Linked DNA regions of Zea mays: region 2 is linked to region 1. Evidence: chromatin contacts called from public Hi-C data. All regions are on one chromosome and are shown on one strand. Each heading gives the region's core, a stretch centred on a gene start, on an enhancer-like site or on the middle of the called end of the contact. The rest is flanking DNA. Distances are from core to core; before and after follow the strand shown.

Region 1 (6,987 bases), core at 1,855-4,354:
GCGCAGCAGGAAGCCGAGGAAGCAAAGACGCAAGAGCAGGCTGCAGCCGCCTCGAAGCTGGAGGAGTTGCAGCGCCAGCTTGACGAGTTCTCAGCTGCGGAGGAATCCCGTCTCCAGGAACTGCGCAAGATCTCGCAGGAACGTGACCGTGCCTGGGAGTCGGAACTCGAGGCAGTGCAGAGGCAGAAATCAGCGGACGCAGCCGCGCTCGGCTCGGCCATGTCCGAGATCCAGCGGCTGAAGCAGCAGCTGGAAGCTTCAGCAGAGTCTGACGCGGCCCGCGCGAAGCAGTGCGAGTACGTGGAAGCTGAGATCGAGGGCTTGAAGCAGGAGATGGAGATCCGCCTAGCGACCATTGAGGGCCTGAAGGTGAATGTCAGCGAGAGTGACAGGGCTGCGGCTGAGGCAAATGCCACGGTAAATGAGACCAAGCAGCAGCTGGAGACAGCGAAGGCCACCATTGACTCACTTGTAGCTGAGGGCGTCCGCATGCAGGAATGCCTGAGGTCGAAGGACATGGAGCTCAATGAGTCCAAGGCTCTCGTGGCATCGCTCCAGGAAGATATGAAGAAGTCACATGACACGGACAATGCCAAGGCCAAGGCCAATACTGATGTCCGCTCTGAGACTGAGGCTCTGCAGAAGGTGCTGGTGACCACAAGTGCCGCCGACGCCAATGGGAGCTGTGGAAGCTATGACCCAGAGATCGAACAGTTGCGGACTGCTCTTGAGGTCGCTGAGATCAGGTACCAGGAGCAGCAAACTCGGATGACTATCGAGACTGGAGGCTTGTACGAGACATTGGAGAGTGTGAGGGCCGAGTGCGCCCGCGAACTGTGCGAGCTCAGGCTGGAGCTGAAGAACAAGAACGATGCACTCATGGAGGCAATGGCAGGAGCCGCCGCAGATCCTCACAGGCCAGACGCGATGCAGCAGCCGGAGCTGGAGGCGAAGCTGATGAGGTCCATCACCGACGCGGCGGAGCTGAAGGCATGCCTGATGGACAAGGAGAACGCGCTGCAGAGCCTGGCGGAGGAGAACGAGGCGCTGAAGGCGGGGGCGGGCAGGGCGGAGGCGGAGCTGCGGCGCAAGTACGAGGCGGCGGTGGCGGAGCTGGAGCTGGCCAAGGCCGCGGAGCAGGACGTGCGGATGCGGCTGGGGCTGGTGACGGACGAGGCGGACAGGAGCAGCCGGCGCGCTGCGCGGGCGTCGGAGCAGCTGGACGCGGCCCAGGCGGCCGGCGCGGAGATGGAGGCGGAGCTGCGGCGCCTGCGCGTGCAGTCCGACCAGTGGCGCAAGGCCGCGGAGGCGGCTGCAGCCGCGCTCGGTGGGGGTGGGGGGAAGGACGGCAACGGCGGCACGGTGGAGAGGACCGGGTCGCTGGGGCCCGAGTACGGCAGCTCCATCGGCGGGAAGCTGATGAGCTCGCCATTCTCGGACGACGTGGACGAGGAGTCACCCAAGCGGCGCAACGGCGGCGGCGGCGGCGGCGGCGGCGTGCTGCGCAGGATGAGCGGGCTCTGGAAGAAGAGCCCCAAGTGAGTGAGACTGAGATGGGGTGGACGGGGTCCGGGATAGCCGTAGGTGCGAGGTGATGCAATAGCAGCAGTATGAGTAGGAGGGATACTGGTGAATGCTGCAGGGAAGACGACGACGCTCTTTCTGGACAAGACACGGAGACACAGCTCTAGTCTAGGTGGTAGGAAGCATGATCGTCTCTGTCTGATAACATTTGGCTGGTACTTGAGTGAACCTCGTGTCGAGGAGCAGCTGCTTTTGGCTGCCTGTTCTGTACCTTACTATGCTTCATTCAGTCAAAAAAATTCCCACATGTGACATGTTCTTGGTTCTTTTTTCTTTTTGAAGCGTTTTTATTTCATTTTCCCTTCAGAAGCTATGCTGTACATCTAATACGTTACTTGCCTGGCTGATGATTTGGATGTATGTATCTGGGCAGTATCACTGCGCGTTCTCTCAGCGCGATTTCACTGGAATCCAGGTACCCGTTTAGTTGAGAGAGAGAGAGAGAGAGAGAGAGAGAGAGGAAGCCGTCGGGGATGCCGTTGCGGAAGAGCTACCAACGAACGTCGCAGTGCATGCACCTCTGCTTCCATAAGAATTCAGCACGGCTAGCACGAAGGAAGATCTCAGAAAACATGTCTGGATTCAGAATCAGTAGCAGAGTAGAAACTCTGGACTCTAGTACACACTTGCATACAAGCTACGGTTCCTTCTTCCCATCCATGTCCATGGGCACAGCAAAACGGACCGGTAGACGAGCTGAGAGAAGCTAAGCTGCAAGCAGCTAGCTAAAGCTAACTAAAGCAAGACACAAACATACAGCATGGGCTAAACGTACGTATGCCTGCATCACTGCATGCATGGAATGGATGGATCAGAAGCACTGGGTCTGGGTCTCATATATTCCAGCTCCCGGCGGGCGGGCGGACGGTCACCATCGTCGTCATACCTACCACACCATGTTGTGCTTTCACGCGACGAGGACGTAGACGGCGTAGATGATGCCCGGGATGTATCCCAGGATGGTGAGCAGCAGGCAGATCCAGAACTCAACCTGCAGGGCAGGCACACAGTAGATCGCGAGCAAGCAGTTACTTTACTTACACACATCTGATGAGAACGACGATGCATCAATTAATCAGATGCTAAGCTGAGTGTTAATTACCCCGATGCCGTAGCGGAGGAAGACGCCGACCGGCGGCAGCAGGATGGCCAGCAGGATCTCCACGAACGTCTCCGACCCCATTGCCGACGCCGCCGCCTTCCAAGTAGGAGCAGCTCAATCTCAGCGCAAAGTTTCGCTCCCTGCTCTGCTCTCAGCTCAGGGCCCCAGCTGGGAAGGAGAGACGCCGGTGGCAGCAGATGAGGAGGCGTGGTAGCAAGCAAGCAGACGCTGGAACTGGAACCCAGGGGAAGGATCAAAGCAAGCTGCCCGCAGAGAGAAGACGTGGCGGCGCCGAGCTTCGGTGGCGCGACACCTGGCCTCGCTTCTAGGACGCGTGCCCTGCCTACCATTGCGGCAGAGAAGAGAGGTTTTCTGTCAACAACAGTGAAGGACATCACCCGATAGTCAACGGGCCGACACGGCGCGGCGTTTTCACGGGCCGTACTTAAAGTGGCTCACGTGTCTGGACTCTGGACGTCGACCTCGGCACGATCCTACGGATTTGTTTTTGTGTTGGGTTGGTCCGTTGGAGCACAGGAGCCCCCCAGATATACAACACCTCTAAAATATGGTAAATTTTAGAATTTTCAAACACAAGACATCGATACCGAACAAGGCATGCAACAGCGTCTCGCCTAATGTCGTCTTTGTCATTGGAGACAAGCCTTGTCGTGCGAAAGTCATCATTGCCGGTGAGCGAATAGACCTCGTCATCATTCCTCAACTCTAATACATGGCGATCTTTACCACGGACGATCGATCTACACCGTTCCTCAACGGTGCGTGCAGCCGTCGTACATGCCTAGTCTACTCTAGAGGAGGAAGACGAGGCATCGACAACTGACCTACACAAAATAATTAGAGATCTAGGGTTAGGGTTAGAGTTTACTTGTGCAACCGGAGCCTGGAGTTGGAGAAGACATCGGGCACCTAGACGAGAGACACTGATTAGAAACGACAACGAGCGGGGGAGGAGAGACTAGGCTACAACACGAACTCACATAGTTCATCGAGAGAGAGAGGAGACATGGAGAGGGGAGATGGTGTTGTATTGCTGGATCGAGGTCACTGAAGTTAGGGACGGGGGCCGAGGGCGACGGTCAGCGAGGAGACAATGAGATCGCCGGATCAAGGCGAAGGTAGGCAAATGCGAGGCGAGGACCCGAGGCGCTGGGAGTGGGGGTATGGGGGTATACTGGGCATCAGGACGGCGTCGAACTGGCAGCGTCGTTACCGGGCTACCCTAGCGGGAGCAGGCCAGGCACGATCTGCTCCTCTGGGCCGTGCCAGCCCAGGCGCATTAGCAACTATGTCGGGCTAGACATGGACCAGACCAGACTACGGGCCCAAGCTCTATGTACAACTATAGGTGGAAGGCCAAGACGAAGGTGGATTTCGTCGTGGCGAGCGCAAGAGGAGGCCAAATTCAAGATACGCGGGAGGGAGTGGGTTTAATGTATGTCTATTGTATGGACCGACGCCACTCTATGCTTTTGTATCTGGGCCGTGTTTGAGTATGCCGAAGGAGGGAAACAAAACCCTTGAACCTTGTATCATAGGAAGGGCCGACCCTGGGGGGTGGCAGCCGGTGCCACCGCACCGAGCCCCACGAAGCTGGTGGCCCCCCACCCCATAAACAATATTCCACAGGCCACAGCGACAATTGCAGATTTGCAGCCTGCTACGCCAGAGGCCCAGAGTCCAGACGCTAATCCAATTGCCTACGCCTGTTCCTCTGCCCGCCGCCTGCATGCGCCTGTTCGCCTGCCCTGATCGCGCTGTCTGTTACCGCTGTCTCTGTGGCTCTGCCTGGCGACTGGCGTTCGCTCGCCGCTCGGCCACGGTGTCACACCCGGGTTTTAGGGGTCCAAAGCCCGGGCGCGAACATAAACACCAGGTGTGCTGGGACCAAGTCTCACACATATGATGAATCATGGCACAGGATCGAATGTCACATCTTTACAATATAATAGGAGTTCTGTACAAAATAAATAATTACATTATAAGGAGACAACGGTCCAGCAACCCAAAGTTGACTGGGAGACTGAAAGGGAATTAGGGTTACACCTAGTTCTTATATAATTTTGGTGGTTGAATTGCCCAACACAAATTATTGAACTAACTAGTTTGCTCTAGAATATATGTTCTACAGGTGCCAAAGGTTCATCTACAAACATACTAAATCGACTGTCCGGAATACCGTAGATTATTCCGGACAGGAGAAGCTTTTTGGAAAAACAGGCCAAGCGCGGACCGTCCGGGCCCTTGCGGCGGACCGTCCGCACCACCAGGATGACCCTCGGACAGGACCAATGCAAAAATCTAAGTCTGCACTATGGACCGTCAGAAGGAAAAGAGCGGACCGTCTGGGACCTCGCGCGGACCGTCCGGCCTCAGGCGCGGACCGTCCGGTAGGTGAGGAACCGAAAAACCCGAAGGTGACGGGTTCGGAAAAATGAATTATAGCGTCCGCGCGGACCGTCCGGGGTGCACGACCGGACCGTCCGCGCCTGACTTTATCTGACATCTGACGACGCATTAAATGCAATATAGCCGTTGATATAGCCGTTACTGCTGACCGTTGCATTTTCAGCCGTTGATCTACAGGCGCGGACCGTCCGGACCAGGCGGGCGGACCGTCCGCGGTCGGCAGAATGGAGCAACGGCTAGAAAGTGGTTGGGGGCTATAAATACCTCCCCAACCACCTCCATTCACTTCATCCAAGCATTCCAACCTTCAACATTCAATACAAGAGCTAGCAATCCATTCCAAGACACATTCAAAGCCTCCATCTCTCCAAGTTTCACAATTGAGAAAAGAGATCATTAGTGATTAGTGACTTGAGAGAGAAAGTGATCCGTGTGTTATTTGTCGCTCTTGTTGCTTGGCTTTTGCAATCGTGCTTTCTTTCATTCTTTCTTGCAAACAACTCAATTGTAACCAAGACAAGAGACACCAATTGTGTGGTGGTCCTTGCGGGGAAGTTTGTTCCCGTTTGATTGAGAAGGAGAAGCTCACTCGGTCCGAGGGACCGTTTGAGAGAGGGAAAGGGTTGAAAAAGACCCGGCCTTTGTGGCCTCCTCAACGGGGAGTAGGTTTGCGAGAACCGAACCTCGGTAAAACAAATCCGCGTGTCACACTCTTTATTTGATAGCGATTTGTTTTGCACCCTCTCTCTCGGACTCGTTTATATTTCTAACGCTAACCCGGCTTGTAGTTGTGATTATTTTTGAGAATTTCAGTTTCGCCCTATTCACCCCCCCTCTAGGCGACTATCAATTGGTATCGGAGCCCGGTGCTTCATTAGAGCCTAACCGCTCGAAGTGATGTCGGGAGATCACGCCAAGAAGGAGATGGAGACCGGCGAAAAGCCCACTACAAGCCACGGGAGCACCTCATCGGAAGAGTCCCGCACCAAGAGGAAGGAGAAGAAGAAGAGCTCCTCCAACAAAGGGAAGGAGAAGAAATCTTCTTCTCACCACAAAGAGAAGAAGGAAAAATCTTCTTCCCACAAGCCGCATCGGAGTGGGGACAAGCACAAGAGAATGAGGAAAGTGGTCTACTACGAGACCGACACTTCATCAACATCGACCTCCGGCTCCGATGCGCCCTCCGTAACTTCTAAACGCCAAGAGCGTAAGAAGTTTAGTAAGATCCCCTTACACTATCCTCGTACATCTAGACATACTCCATTACTTTCCGTTCCATTAGGCAAACCGCCAACCTTTAATGGTGAAGATTATGCTATGTGGAGTGATTTAATGAAATTCCATCTAACCTCACTCCACAAAAGTATATGGAATGTTGTTGAGTTTGGAGCACAGGTACCATCCATAGGGGATGAGGATTATGATACGGACGAAGTGGCCCAAATCGAGCACTTCAACTCCCAAGCTACAACCATACTCCTCGCCTCTTTAAGCAAGGAGGAATACAACAAAGTGCAAGGGTTGAAGAATGCAAAGGAGATTTGGGACCTACTCAAGACCGCGCACGAGGGTGATGAACTCACCAAGATCACCAAGCGGGAAACGATCGAGGGGGAGCTCGGTCGCTTCCGTCTTCGCCAAGGGGAGGAGCCACAAGATATGTACAACCGGCTCAAAACCTTGGTGAACCAAGTGCGCAACCTCGGGAGCAAAAAGTGGGACGACCACGAGGTGGTTAAGGTTATTCTAAGAGCTCTCATCTTCCTTAACCCCACTCAAGTTCAATTAATTCGTGGTAATCCAAGATACCCACTAATGACACCCGAGGAAGTTATCGGGAATTTTGTGAGCTTTGAATGTATGATTAAAGG
Region 2 (6,448 bases), core at 2,587-5,086, 770 kb before region 1:
CTCGTAAACCAAGTAACAACAGACGCCTCACTTCCCACTGTACGAATTTGTCGTCTGTTCTATCGATCTGATGCTATACAAATACATTTAATTCTGTATTTATTAATAGACTACGTTTAGAGACACTCCATTGTACAATAGAGTCTCTTAGTTGTCTCCTATGCTTGGAGAACCGTTTTGGCGTCTCTCCACTGTACATGCCCTTAGAGTTGAAGTGTCGCTGCTGGCCGGTAGCTAGGTCTAGGACCTTTCCTTTTCAAGGAAGCTAAGGGAGAGAGAGAAAAAAAATCAAACACATGTACATATTCTGATCTAGCCATAAAGCTGCTAGTACTATTATTCCCATATTAGGCCAATTCAAGATAGACACATATATTCAACAGCCGGCCTATACGGGGGAGAAAAAAAATTCGCGCATCCCATTAACTTCACTGAAATCGACGGGCGACAGGCGGACTCTAGCTAGAATCCAAGGAAATAAAGCGGGCGACGACGAGAGCTACACTGACTGACAGCCGCACGCAAGAGAGAAATTAACCAGCTGCTAAAAATCTGCTATCTGAAACTGCATACACCTTCAGGCTGCATACTGCACTGCATGAACAATCTGACACCTGATCCGTGTATTATGATGCCAATCTAGCTAGCTTGACAAACCTTTGCAAATGATTCAGTACTGTATAGTGTCGTCTAACCTCATGGTGTGTGATGAAGAAGGGGTGAGACCGAGGCGGTAGATGCTCGGCAGCCACGAGATGAGGGAGGAACGACCGGTGAGGGCGGCCCGCCGACGACAGCTCAGACGGAGCATCGATCTGCATGAGAAGAAGAAGAAGCGAGAGATTTTCAGTTGAATTATCGGCAGCTCCATCCAAAGCTGTCCACGCCGCTCTCTGTATAAATTTTCCTTAAACAATTCAATTTTGGTAGGAGGAAGGAGAAAAAGTAGACGAAGAAGAAGTATTCTGCTCAGCTGTCGCGATCACCCACCCCGAAAGAGAAACTCGCTGCTTGGCGATAAACTAGTCCGCCTAGCTAAAAATGATCCCGACTTGCGAGAGGGTATGTGTTTAATTGTCAAATGATCAAAACCGGGCAACTAACAGCCGTCGGTAGAGATAGGGTTTGACGAAGAGGAAAGTTTTACTGATTTTGATACTTGTCAAGGTACGTAGCGTTATTACTTAGCGCTTGCCTTGGTTTTCTTCAGAACGGCGGAGCCGTCAAACGGCCGCCCATGGTGGTGGTGGAGCTGCGGACCAAGGCAGTTCTTGTCTCTTTTGGGGCTCTGGGACGATGCCGGTTGCGAGATGCTCAAGTTCAGATCAACGTCGTCAGCAACTGCAGAAGCAGAAACAAAAAAAATCAAATCTCAAATTCAGAAAGTTCACCCCGGTTCAACCGAAAAACAAGGGCATCGTCCGAAAGCTGATGAGCTAATAATTAACAGCGGCGTCATCTGAAGATTACATGGCAGCGAGCAGCTACTTAATTACCTTCTGCGCTAGCTTCAGCAGTCAGCAGCAGCTCCCCGTCGTACGTGCTGGGCTCGAAGTTCGTCACGGCCTCTCTACCGTTGCATTTGATCGCGGCCTTGTCGTACGCCCTGGGGTCACGAAACGGCAGGGAGAATCGAATATCGAGTCGGTACTCAACCCTTTGGGAATCAAAAGCCATGATAAAAGAAGAGAAATTGCAAGAGAGAAATCAAAAGGCATGGTGTATATGAACAAATGGCAGAATCGTCCGAGGTGAACAACCTTGCAGCCTCTACTTCGCTGTCGAATAGCCCAAGATATATGTACCTGCACCCAAGCCAAGCATGGCGTTCCCACCGGTGAGCTAGCTAGCTAGGACTGAGGAATTCCCTAGCCACTTCCCCTTTTTTTTATATTAATATTCCGTTTTTTTAATCTTCTGATTGAAACAACCACTGATCAAGCAAGCATATACTTTTACTGAACAATGCATGGTAAAACTAGTACTAAATCATGTGCGTGGGAGTTCATCTGGTGCGAAGTACGAACGAACGAACTCTATCGAGACTACAGCCATCAAGTGAGTGGATGGAAAGGAAAGGCACATGCAAGGATGAAATGAAATAATCTGCAGCAAAGTACAGCGCCTGCAAACGAAGTGTTGTTTCTTACTTCTTGCCGAGGAACTGCCCCATGCGCGCCTCCCAGCGGCCGCACTTGTGCAGGGTGACGCCCCTGTACTTGGAGCTGCCGCGGGAGAAGCCGGTGCTCTGCCGCCGCAGGGCGTGAACGAACTCCTCCTTGGACAGGCTCTTCATCTGGTGCACAGGGCCATGCGTGTACGTTCAGCAGATGTTTCAGTCGGTGCTAGCTGCAAGAACACTCGTGTATGTACCTGCTTCATATCGTCGTCGTAGTCGCTGAGGTTGAAGTTTATGTCGGCGTCGACGCCGCGGAACTTGATCGCCGCTCGGTCGTACGCCCTGCAGCAAGCCCGTCCCGAGAGCTAGCGGTCCATTAATCCGGCCGGTCGGTGGGGTAGCTAGACAAGGGTGGATGGATGGATTGATCGTTACCTTGCAGCGGCATGAGCAGTGTCGAATCCACCTGCGTAGATTGGCCATCGGCCAGATCACCGAATCGGTTAATTAGGCCATTCGATCGAGATCACGAACTAGTTAATAACGGGAAATTTATGCTGCAGATCGATCTGCTTATTGCTGCTCACCTAAGTACACCTGCTTCCCGCAATCCCTGCCATTTCCGAGGAACAGGACAGCACAGGAAGACGAAACATTTGGGTGTCAGAATCACAAGCGATTATTGGTCGGTAGGTGAAAGGGCGCATGGTGAGCTTGCAGTGCTACTGACCAGATGTGGGACTCCCAGCGGCCGGTGCGGCGGTAGAAGGTGACGCCGCGGTACTGCGAGCTGCGGGAGCGCGGGCCGCGGCGGCTCTTCTTGGCCTGCTGCGGCTGCGCGGGCGGCGGCGGGGGCGGGTACGGGTGCGGGTGCGGCAGGACCCTGATGTCCGGCTGCTGCTGCGGGCCGGCGCGGAAGAAGCCGAGCTCGGCCCAATGCTGCGGCGCCGGGAAGAGCTCCCGGGTGACGAGCTGCTGCTGGTGGTGGCGAGGTGGCGACGGCGTGGCGTCGCCGTCGTCGGCGTCCGCGCCGGCCGCGTCGCTGTCGCTCCTGAGGATGCTGAACTCGAGCACGGCCGGCGTCGAGCTTGACCCCTCCTCCCCCGGCGCGGGCCCCCCGCCGCCCGCCGATGCCGCCTCCGCGTTCAGCACCGACGAGCCCGAGGACCCCGAGTCGCTCGCCTCCAGCGCCGCCGATGGCTTCTCCGGCGCCACCTCGGCCACGTTCAGATCCAGCTCCATCTCCCGCTCCTCTGCTCCTGCTCCAAGATTCCAACTTGCAAGCAGCAGCCCGTCCCCAGTCGCAACTGGGCTGCTAGCTAGTAGGTAGCTACCTGGTGGCTGGCGCTGGTCTATTTCAAGAAGAAGAACCAGAGGAGGAAGAGGTAGAAACAGGAGAGTGCCGAGTCGTTCTTGCGGTACATTTAGCCTCCACGACCACGAGCTGCCTCCTCACTCCCGATCTCTGACGACCATCCTGCACGCAACCCGGAGACGGCCCTAGCCACTGTACGGTCGCTTCACGACTCAAGAACACCGTACCCCGGACCACCAATCAACAATCAGCTAAATATCCTCTCCTTCCCCTCCTCCGTTAAATATCTTCTCTGATTTGGGCAAGGGGAGTAGGGGGAGAAGAGGAGCGGTTAGCTAGCTAAAGGTTGGGTTTTTTACAGGAAAGGCGGCGGGCGCGGGGCCTTTCGGAGCTCCGGCGGTGGGCGACGGAGCTGAGGAAGAAGAGGGAAGGTGTGGCGGAGTGAGGGAGAAAAAAGAGGCGGGTGATATATAGATAGAATAGGAGAAGGAGAGTGGGGTGGGGCGTCGGTCACCGCCGGTGGCCGGTTAACCTTAAAATCCTTCCTGATTTGGGCACCCTGCGTCGTCCGATTTGGTGGGTGGCCGCCTGCGGGCCTGGATTTGTCATTTCTCCACCCCGGGACCCCAATCCGGCCATCCCAACCCACACCCACACGGCCCCGCCCGGGAATAAAAACATGGGAGTGAGAGTGAAAAAAAAAGAGGGTCAGATGATAATAATGATGATGACGATATATAGTTTGCCATGCCATGCATGTCGCGCTGGTCGAAAATATCTCCTCTCTCCGTTTTGGCAGGTGCTTCCTCCTCGGCTTCTCCTGCCTGCCTACCATAGACTAGGCTGTTTGAGGACCGTGAAGGAACAATTTCTCTTTGTTTGAGAAATGAGTCTTGCAAGCGATGAGCATTGCAAATAATGCATGTTATTATGTTAGCGTGCATGTGTACCATGTATAAGAAAAACATTTTCTACCCTCATAGATGTAATAGAGTAGAAAGACTTATTTTTTCTGTGTGTCGTGACAAGATTTTTAGGTTGTGCGGACGTCGATAGGGCACCAAACACTATTAGGGATGTCACAGGTCGAGTATAATAAATACCCGTCCACGACCGTACCCGCGGATATTAGCCATACCCACCCGCAACTGTACTCGCGGATAAAAAAATTATACTCGTGTCCGTACCCGTCGGATATCGGGTATATATATATATATATAATATAGAAAATTCCAGAAAATACAATCATAACCAGCAAAAATTCCAGAAAACTTATGCGTACATGGAACACTTCAAACAAGTCTTCATGAATTATGCGTCAACACAGGCATACAGAATATAATATGGAAACACTTTAAGTCTTCATGATACATGTTCACTAGTTTTTTAGTTTTTACGAATATCCACGGGTAACCCACGGGCGGCAAAAAATATCTGTACCCGAACCGATTTTATCACGAAGAACCTGAATCTCGCCTCCCGTGAGGGACCGCGTCGGGAGGAGAGATCCAAGGGTTTTCTTATGGTCGACAGGTCACCCAAGGCGTTTCTAGTCAACATAGAGCTGAAGAGAGGCGAAGAATTGAGGTAGAGGAAGGCTAAACTAGGGCTAACTTATTCTATTCACATGCAGACCGTTTGTGCCGTCACCGCGCACTCTAGACCGTAAGGACTATAGGGCCGGACTGTCCGGTAGCTAATTTGGTGCTCAACACATGCCCCTTCCTTTTGGTGGAGGTTGATGAACAAAAAGCATCTACACTATTAGCACCCTTCAAGAAACAACAAATCTCACAAGTCCTTTTGTTTTTCGATGTAAGAACTCAACCGATGCAGGTCACCGGCTTTTCAATCTAATAGAGTGAGTATTCAATAGAGTTCTAGAGCATAAAGGTCGTTTAGGATTGCATCTTTCTCGGACATGACTACTTGATCAATGAATCAATAGAGGTACAAAATTGTGGTACCCCAGCTCAAATAAGCAAAGCACTGACACATGTAATACGGGTTCATTGCGGCACTACCCCATGTTTGAACAGGAAAATATATCGTCGATGAATAGGCTAGTGGAAAGTACTATGGCATCATTAGTTGAACAGACGACCCTTGTTGCGTCGCCTGTTGGACCGTTTTATTCAGTTGTATTGCCTTTGTAGGTGACCGGAGTGGTTTTGTTGGCCAAATGCAGGGACGGCCTTTTCAAAAGCAGGGATGGCTTTAACCATCCCACCAGAAGTTTTAGATGAATTTTGCTTCGACGTACCTGTTTCTGGTTATCGATGCTTTTAAAGGTGTGTGGACACTTCAGCCTCTGGTTGCTGCCAGCGTTCAATGAGATGAGTCAGATTGTATGTGTGGGTTCTAGACCAACCACATGGAAGCACCGGGTCGTTCGCGATGCGTTGGGTAAGGAGCTTTAATCAGTTAGCCGATCATGCTTGCCCCCCGGTGCCTTCGACCTTGTTAGTCCTTTTGTCCGGAGCCTTCTGAGTAATTACTCCTTGCAATGTTTCTGACATGTGAAGACTACCAACGATAATATTTTTGCCTTTGTCTTTATCGGCCACATCCAGTCGAACCAAGACTTTTTTATCTGTTAGCTCCATCATATTGATAGGAAATGGTTGTTTGTCAATTTTCCTCTCCTAGAAACTCAACCGACCCTTATGTATGGCTGATTATATCTGCTGGCGGAAAACATTACAATCATTGGTGGCATGAGAACAAGAATTATGCCACTTGCAATAAGCACGTCTCTTTAGTTCATCTAGAGGAGGGATAATATGAGTTACTTTAATGTTACCACTCTTTAATAGCTCATCAAATATTCTGTCAAACTTGGCAACATTAAAGGTACATTTAACTTCGTTCTTCTTGTCGATTCTTTTGAACTGGCTGTAAATTAAGAAGAGCATGCCAAAGGTTTGGCCTGCGTTAACCAAACAAATTCAGTTGTATATACCTGTAGATTCATCATCCGAGCTATCGCGCTCCACTAGAAGCACATTATGGCT

What was found. A called contact is a pair of places that touch in the nucleus more often than the background predicts.
Region 2: a contact with region 1 is called in a Hi-C map of ear, with 2.3 times the contacts expected there. The contact joins the promoter of LOC103629196 here to the promoter of LOC100279015 in region 1. A contact is called at or near these places in 3 of 25 Hi-C or Micro-C datasets (bundle sheath, ear and tassel) and 1 of 3 datasets of contacts at active chromatin or transcription factors (leaf).

The regions. Positions count from the first base shown.
Region 1 is chr6:36,042,007-36,048,993 of Zm-B73-REFERENCE-NAM-5.0, reverse strand. It overlaps LOC100279015, which reads right to left and starts at 3,104. Exons shown (of 2, transcript XM_020539838.3): 1 at 2,687-3,104; 2 at 2,144-2,575. The coding sequence starts at 2,767. The coding sequence ends at 2,492. It overlaps LOC103629190 (interactor of constitutive active ROPs 2, chloroplastic), which reads left to right. Exons shown (of 4, transcript XM_020539837.3): 4 at 1-1,857. The coding sequence ends at 1,542.
Region 2 is chr6:36,817,055-36,823,502 of Zm-B73-REFERENCE-NAM-5.0, reverse strand. It overlaps LOC103629196 (AP2-like ethylene-responsive transcription factor TOE3), which reads right to left and starts at 3,836. Exons shown (of 10, transcript NM_001328266.1): 1 at 2,850-3,836; 2 at 2,707-2,732; 3 at 2,555-2,585; 4 at 2,374-2,461; 5 at 2,151-2,296; 6 at 1,761-1,805; 7 at 1,497-1,657; 8 at 1,196-1,341; 9 at 696-815. The coding sequence starts at 3,361.